Linked DNA regions of Capsicum annuum: region 2 is linked to region 1. The links are chromatin contacts, called in public Hi-C maps. All regions are on one chromosome and are shown on one strand. The core of a region is the stretch at or near the end of the contact, and the rest is flanking DNA. Distances in the headings are between cores, read along the strand shown. Region 1 holds the start of LOC107852746 (14.7 kDa heat shock protein). Region 2 holds the start of LOC107867563.

Region 1 (4,367 bases), core at 1,398-3,897:
ATAAATAAAAATTTACTATCCCACCATAACCTTTAATAATGAGTACTTATTTAATAAAATAATAAGTGCTTATATATAAGAAATTACTATAGTTACTTTTTCAAAAATAAAAAGAAATAGACATGCACAAATGACTCTATAACTATTTCTAAAATCATGTATTTTGCATATAAAATCATTTAATGGATATTAAAAATTATAAGTTATGATAAAGTCAATATTACTATATAGAATAAGATGGAGTTAACATGCAGGAGCAGACTAGATCGACATGTTTGCCTGTATTGTCTGCTTCAATTGCTTCAGTAGTGATTTTATTATATCATTCATAAATAAGTAATTACTATAATTTATTTAAGTATTAAAAAATTAATAATATTTAATAAAAAAAAATTGACATTTATGATATATCTAGTTCAGTTGCTTCAATCGTAATTTTATTATATCACCTCTTATTAATTATTATAAGTCTTCTAAGTATTAAGAAATTAATAATATTTAGTAAAAAAAAAAGTAAAATAGTCATAAAATAATAAATGAACTCTTGATGTTTTAAATTAATTTGACGTCTTTCATGAGGCCTGCTTAAATTTTTTTTAACAAGTATTTTTTATAGTAATTTTGTTGTATCACTTCTAATTAGTTATTATAAGTCATTTAAGACATGGCTACTTCACAACTCCAATCATGATTTTACTATATCACTCCTAATTAATTATTATGATCATATAAGGATCATGCCACTTAAATTGGAATAAAAGAAAAAGAATTTATAAATCACAATAATTAAAAATTTAAATAATCTAAAAAATATAACTGACTATCAAAGCCACAAAAAACTAAACAGGGAGAGTAACATATATTATTTGAAAATTACATAAAACGTATTATAAATTACAATAGTTAACAATTTAAAATATCTAAGACCCGGCCCGGCTCGCGTCGTTCCAACAACCGGCAGGGAGCACCTCAGTATACGATCGCGCACAGTAATTGGGAGTCGATACCCCCGATCTCTTTTCCAAAAATTTAATATGTTATATATTTAAATAAAATACATAAAAATATTATAAATCACAATCTAAAAACTCAATAAATTTAAAGATTAGCACGTCTGTTGTGGCACAACTTCATTGGTCCTTTCTCTTGTCTCCATTTTTTTTTCTCCATTTTAATTTGTTTGTCTTATTTTTTTGTAATCCGTTATATATTTTAAAAAAATATGTAAAAAAAATTATGAATCACAATAATTAACAACTTAAAAATTTAAAAGATTTAAAATATTTGGATGAATCTCGAAATTATATAAGTGTCACTTAAATTGGAATAGAAGAAAAAGTATTATAAATCACAACAACTAAAATTTAAATTATTTTAAATATATAATTGACAATTAATGCCACAAAAATTTGAATAATTTATTTTAGACGTAACATTTGTTTTAAATAATTTGTTGTTGCTAAAAAGAAAAAAAAATATTATTACCTCAAACACGTGACAAATATTTATATTTTTTCTAAAAATTTATTGCAACAGTAAAATTATGGATATATCATTTCATTATGACAAATAATTATAACTATCAAACTCGAAACTGTCACAAATTATTACAACTTGAAATAAAATATCAATTTGGCTGTAACAATTTACTTCAAATAAATATTTGTTCTAATTAAAAAGGATCGCTATTGTAAAGGTGCATTAAATACGCAACAAAAATTTGTTATTAGCTATAAAATTTTAACGTATCAATAAACTTATAGCTATTCAGATAATTATTACCACAAATTATTATAACTTGAAGCCAAAACATTTGTTTAGCTATAAATTTTTGCTTCAAGTAATTTAGTGTGACTAAAAAAAGATTACTAGCGCTATCATAACAACAAATGCATGGCAAAATCTTGCAATCAGCTACAATATTTTACTCTAGCAATTGACTTATAGCTATTTGGGTAATTTTTGCTACAAATTATTATAACTCAAAGCAAAAATATTTATTTAGCTACAATATTTTGCTTCAACTAATTTATTGTGGCTAAAAGAATTATTATTGCTACGATAACATTAAATGCATGACAAAAACATACAATTAGCTATAAATTTTTTCATAGCAATAAAGTTGTAGCTATTTGGATAATTATTGTCTTGATAGTTAGTAAGTATAGCAAAAAAATAAAGAAATAGCTTTATCAGAAGATTTTTGTAGCTAACAAATCTTGTGAAATTGTAACTAGCCACAAAATTTCTATTTGTGTGTTTGTTATTAGGTATTAGCCAAGATTTTTAAATATGTAGCTGAGAATTCATAGCTATAGATACATAATGTTGCAGTGTTAGTTGAAGAATTCGTAGACGCTTTAAATTGGAAACATAAATTGTGTATTTGTGTAATTTTTAGTGTATTTGTGTAATTTTTAGATATATAATCTTATGAGCTCACAACAACAACATGTGCAAACATTACAACTACCTCGTGAAGATTAGAGGTTGTTTCCAAAAGACATACAGCTCAACTTTGCAAATCCAGTTACAATCTTAAAAAATGGGCCAAATGGTCCAAAATTAGGCCCAAGTAGCTATTCGGAAACTTTAAAAATGGGTCAAATGGTCCAAAATTGGGCCCAAGTAGCTAATAGGACTGAACTTGGTGGTCAAGGCAAAAGAAAACTCAATCAAAGCCATTTCCAGAAAAAAAAAAAAAAAAAAAACAAACTGTAAAACCCTTGAGAGTTAACATATTGTTTCAATAATCGGAAAAAAATGGCAATGGCTCTAACTGTGAGAAAAGCAGCAGGAGCTTCAACGCTGATCAAATTACTCAGCTCCAAATCACAATTTACTACTGCTGCACCTTCAGTCAGACGCCTTTTTTCTTCTACTAGCACCACAGATTCAAATTCCTTGAGCAACGAGGACGGGAAATCTACTGAGCCAAGTAATTGATGCATCCACTTTGCATTTTTTTGGATATTATTTACGCTTCGTGTTATATGATATTTGTACATTTACATTAGGTAGTATATTTATTTTGTATCGAGTGGATGATTATCTATTTTGTATCGAGTCTTTGATTATCGACACATTACGTGGGGTTGATTTCTCATATGGTCACTCAGTTAATTATTGCTAAAAGTGACTTTTTAAGATAACATTCCGTCTGTCTTAGTTTATGTAGCACGATTGTAGTCTATACTTTCGAGAAACCAAGTTTTTCTTTTGACTGAAATTTTTTTGAATATTTTAAGTTATTAATTATTGTGATTAATAGTTTTTTTTTTTTTACGTAGATTTCAAATATATAGATTTTATGTCAAAAAACTTAAAGCTTCTATGTTTGAATTCACGGTCAAAATTTTAAAGTTTGAGTCTTGAATTTTTAACTGTGCTCTATAAATTGGGATAGAGGGAGGAACTATTAGTGGAGTGATCATTTGAAAAATCTAACTCTATTTACTTTGTGTTAAGAGTCTTTTTTGGTTTTGTTAGCGATTCGATTAAAGTATAGAAATTGGTGTGAGATTTAGAGAATAACAGCCTCTCTACATCATCTGAAGTAGTGGTATGGATTGCGTTGATTTTGTGGGAATACACTGTGTATGTTGTTTTTGCTAATTTTTCCTAAAAGAAATTGAGTAGCGGTATGGATCAAACCAAAAATGGAACTATAGGTTTCACTCCATTTGCGTCAACATTGCGCAAACTTTGGTGAGAAGGGTCACATGGTGCCTATGCATCTGCGCTACTGGGAGGTAGCATGTATCTGGTGGAATAGGTGACGCCGGCAAAACACCACCATTACTAACAAAACTCTATAGATGGTGTATATGGCTGGAGCATCCAAAGGTGTAGCGTAGTGGTTCATGAAGTGAATGCAAAGTTGCAAACCTTGGAGACCAGGTTCAAATCTTAGCAAAGACAAAAACACATAATCGTTTTCTCCTCACTTGCCTAAGTCTCGGCGGGCATAGTTAGTTACTCAATATATCTATATTGAGGGAGGCAAAACTATATGGTGGTAAAGTTGAAAAAGGGCATTCCGGTGCACTAAAGCTCCCGCTATGCGCAGGTCAGGGAAGGGTCCCACCACAGGGGTGTATTGTACGCAGTCTTACCTTGCATTTCTATCATAGGCTATATCCAAGGCTTGAACCCGTGACCTCCTAGTCACGTGGCAACAACTTTACCAGTTACTCCAAGGCTCCCCTCATGGTAAAATTGAGGTGTACGAAATCTGGCCCAGATGCCAGTGTTATCCAAAAGGGAAAAAAAAATGTGATTCCTTTAGCCAGCCTAACTAGTTTGAGATTGAGCCCTACTAGTTGTTTTTATTTACTACCATTTAAATATCAAAGTTACTGTTTCTT
Region 2 (4,686 bases), core at 648-3,147, 800 kb before region 1:
TTTCAGAAATATAAATATAATACAATTAAACCTAACCTTTATTTAAAAATTCCTCAAAGCCTACCGACATTCATCTACAACAACAACAACAAACCCAGTGTATTCCCACTTAGTGGGGTCTGGGGGGGTAAGATGTACGCAGTCCATACCTCTACCTCTGATGAAGTAGAAAGGTTGTTTCCGAAAGACCCCCGGCTCAAGGCACAAGATATCACACAAACACATAGTAAAGCACAGAAGCAGATGACATAACATAAATACGGCACCCATAAGGAATATAAAACAGAGGAAAGCAGAGGAAAGCACACAGATTCGTAATAAGCATGGAACACTGAATACGGAATCATAACGGGAATAAAAAAAAAAAAAAAAAAAAAAAAACCCACCAAGTAATTCCCTACACTAGCGACCCAATCTGGCCCTACTCTTCTGCCGTAATTCGCGTCTTCCAGACCTTCCTATCTAGGGTCATGTCCTCGGTGAGCTGTAACTGTTCCATATCCCGCCTAATCACCTCAACCCAGTACTTCTTCGGCCTACCCCTACCCCGCCTAAAACCATCCAACGCTAGCCTCTCACACCTACGGACCGGGGCATCCATGCCCCTCCTCTTCACGTGTCCGAACCATCTTAATCGTGCTTCCCGCATCTTACACTCCACTGAAGTCACACCAACCTTCTCCCGGATAGTCTCATTCCGAACTCTATCCCCTCGAGTCAGTCCGCACATCCAGCGCAACATCCGCATTTCTGCCACCTTCATTTTTTGGATGTGGGAGTTCTTAACTGGCCAACACTCCGCTCCATACAGCAAGGCCGGACGGACTACCACTCTATAGAATTTGCCTTTAAGCTTGGGCGGCACCTTCTTATCACACAGCACCCTCGACGCGAGTTTCCACTTCATCCATCCCGCCCCAATACGGTGCGAGACATCCTCGTCAATCTCACCGTTACTCTGGATCACGGACCCGAGATACTTGAACTTATCCCTCTTACATACCTCCTGTGCTTCCAGCTTCACTACTACCTCGTTCTCCCGCCTCACGTCATTAAACTTACATTCCACATACTCTGTCTTGCTTCTGCTCACCTGTAAATTCATTTACGACCTGTAAACTACAACAAAATAATACAATAGTGGTTAGAAAGCTTCTGATTTGATGAAAATAATTCTCGTCTGAGCAAAAATTTTGACCCTAAGAAATAACTTGAATAAAAAACAAAGATGATATATATATATATATACATTCACAATTTTAATATATTATAGATAAATATAGATTATAGATCTCTATATATGTATGGTATAAAGAATTCTAAACTTTAACTACTCAAAACCCCAAACCAAATTAAAGACACAATGTTAATATACTATTTACGGTATATAATACTAACTCCTTAAATAGTTTTATTTTATCTTACCATATAGTTTACTTAAATAGTTTTATGAAAATTTTTTTAGTTGTCATTAATTATGACGGCTTCTAATATGAAAAGGTTTTACCATAAATATATTTAATTAATTTTCAATTCTTAAATATAAAATATTAGAAAAAATAATGAAAAAACGATTTTATCTAAAGCAAAAACTTTTAATAAAGGGCAAAAAGTTTAAATCATATTTTTAAAGGCCTTCACACTTTTAATATATTATAGATTATAGATTATAGATATAGATATAGATTGATAAGAGTAAAAATAAAATTTGGAAAATTAAGTGAGAGGTGAGAAATAATTTGCTTATATTCAAATATCGGCTAGTAAAATTATCAAGATTTATAAAACAGGAAAATGCATATTTTTGTCTTTAATTTTGACCGAAAGGATCAATTTATCTTTAATTTTGCTAACAGAATTTATTATAATTTAAAGGACCATTTTAATTTAATGGCCAAACATTAGGGACTATTTTGGTCCTTTTCCAAGCGAAATCATTTGGTCACCTTTTTTTCAGTTTAATATCTTGAGCTAAAATCACAGAAAGGCAAAAGAAGAAAATGGCGAATCGAACCAACTTCTACAAGAACCCTTCTTATGCATACAACAAAGCCTTCAATCTTAATTCTGCTATTCAAAATCTCCAAGGTTTCAATTCTTATTCATTGTTTACTTTTTTTTTTATAATCATAATGTTCGAACCAACTTTTTATATATCAAATCATGAAATATGTCACTTCATTTAGGTTTTCTATTTTTTTAAGTAACCGTAGTGCCCAGATCAATTTTTATAGAACTAGATTAAATTTACATCACTCACGAAATACCTGAAACCTCCCATTAGCTAACAGATACTTGCCAGCTATGTAGGTGTTATATTTTCTTAATTGTTCTTTAATATGGAGTAATTCGTTTTTTTTTTCCCTATTTTGCAGCTTATAATGTTGTCACGGGTAACGTTGCTCCTCCGGTTGAGACGAATTCCGTTGAGGAAAAAACCGGAAACAGGAAACGGTGCCGACGAGAACGGAAATGTAAGGTGCAGCAGAACAATGAAGTGGAGGAGAATAATTTGCCTATGTCTCACCAGGATTATATTGCAAAAATGAGGTGATTTTATTACTTTCTTCGTTTTTGTTTGTTTGTCTGATTAACGTGATAGAGAGTTTAAAAAAGATTTTTGAATTATGTCGTTTTAACTAAAAGTATTTTAGAATGTACTCTCTCCGTTCACTTTTACATGTCATGTTCATTCACGAGAGTCAGTTTGACTATTTTTCAGAGCTAAATTAAATTAGATTAATTTTATATTTTAAATTTAAAATTCCAATGTTCGAAAATTATACGAAAGATACTATAAGTTGCAATACTTCCCATATTAATATAATGAAAAAATACATCATAAAATGCTCGTCAAAATTCATGCAATTTGACTCTTGAAAAGCGTAATGTGACGAGTAAAAGTGAACGGAGGGAGTACCAAAATGCGCTTACTCTTGTGCTCGTAAACATGCCATCTTGAAAGTTAAGAGTTAAAAGAGTTGCCAAAATAAGGAAAGAGACATTTTTTTTGAAAGTTTAAAGACTAAAAAGAAAGGAAGACAAATAAATTGAAATACATGGAGCTTTAATCTTCTGTTTATCTTAAAATCATCAAGTAGATTTTTCTTTTTCACTTCAATAAGCTAGGGTGTCACCAGAACAGGAAAAGTTTTCTTGTGAAATTTGGAGTTGTGAGATGTACTTTATGTATTTGAAATGCAGGAAGGAGGCTAGTTCAACTCAGCCTTATCAAGAATTGACTGCAGAAGTGTTGGTAATGGGAACTATTTGATTTGCTGTGTTCTCTGCTTATGTTTAGTATCATGTTAGTTATGGTTTAGTGATTTTTTTGGGTTCCAATTCTGTTCCAGGAACCTTCAAGTTCAGCGTTGCCTTTGGTGGAGTACGAGAGTAAGCTTCATTTGGCTTTTTTCCTTTTTTGGTTAGTTCTTGATGAATTGAAAAGGTTTAATTTTAGTTTGGGTATGCAATTGATTAGATGTGTGCATTGCAACTCAAAGCATCCTTGCTTTTTTTGAAGAATTCCATATTTTCGTTTCCATCAGTCCATGTAATATGGAAACATTGCTATTTTGGAAAGAATGTAGTTTACTTTCACAAGGATTTTTGTCTTTTGCATTTTGAAGGTTCCACTTACTGATGGTAAAAGCAAGGATCAGTCTAGTAGATACTTTGATTTGGTGTCTATCATTTGCATGTACCTGCTAAATTGGACCTCCTTAACTTTTCCCTTGTTCAGTCCTTTTGTTATAATGTATTATCATGCAGCAAAATATGAGCCATCCTTCGGGAGTCTCTCTTGCTCTCTCCTTTTATATATGTTTGGAGTTCTAGATCCATATCATTCATGTACTTGTCAGAAAAGTATGTGTAGATCGTGTTATCTCCTAAGTTTTTGACTTGTTGAATCTTTTAATTCACATTTTCTCTTCTTGTCCTCTTACTTGAATGAGCGAGGGGCAGGGAGGTTTTTCTGCCAAGACTGAGCTCATGAAAAAATGTTCATGAAGTTTTCAGGTGATGCAAGCACTTCGTCAGGATGCGAAATGGGGGATAATCCTTACTCAAACACTGGAAGTTTGGTTGTTCAAGGTAGGCAGAACTGGACTTTCATTTATTCGAGGTTTTTCTGCCAAGACTGAGCTCATGAAAAAATGTTCATGATTTTTTCAGGTGATGCAAGCACTTTGTCAGGATGCGAAATGGTGGATAATCCTTATTCAAACACTGGAAGTTTGGTTGTTAAAGGTAAGCAGAACTGGACTTTCATTTATTCTACTTTGCAACTTTTGATACTGTGTAGTTAGGTATCCGTTTCATCAGAGGTATCTACAAGTCATGTGGGCTAGGAGTACATACTTATACATGTATGTATATCCTAGTTTAGGTGTACGCGCCTCGCATGTGTATCTTAATTTATTGAGTTCAAATGCTAAACTAAATAGTATATTTGTTTAAATAATAAAGATGAAATTGTCAAAGTCGATCGACATTCATCTACCACTTGTAAACTGCAACAAAACAATACGATGATAGAGACATTAAACCAATATAACTAAATCTAATCTTTACACGAAAAATTTTTCAAAGCCGTCATCTACCACCTATAAACTATAATAAAATAATACAATAATAGCGATATCAAAATTACACAACTAAACTTTACCTTTACACCAAAAAAAA

The links. Hi-C and Micro-C count contacts between places; a contact is called where the count stands out from the background.
Region 2: a contact with region 1 is called in a Hi-C map of leaf, with 4 times the contacts expected there. The contact joins the promoter of LOC107867563 here to the promoter of LOC107852746 in region 1. A contact is called at or near these places in 4 of 5 Hi-C or Micro-C datasets (bud, leaf and pericarp).

What each region holds. Positions count from the first base shown.
Region 1 is chr1:10,239,264-10,243,630 of UCD10Xv1.1, forward strand. LOC107852746 (14.7 kDa heat shock protein) reads left to right here and starts at 2,648. Exons shown (of 2, transcript XM_016697789.2): 1 at 2,648-2,938. The coding sequence starts at 2,764.
Region 2 is chr1:9,442,784-9,447,469 of UCD10Xv1.1, forward strand. It overlaps LOC107867563, which reads left to right and starts at 1,898. Exons shown (of 17, transcript XR_001673242.2): 1 at 1,898-2,088; 2 at 2,376-2,550; 3 at 3,205-3,256; 4 at 3,354-3,393; 5 at 4,021-4,095; 6 at 4,177-4,251.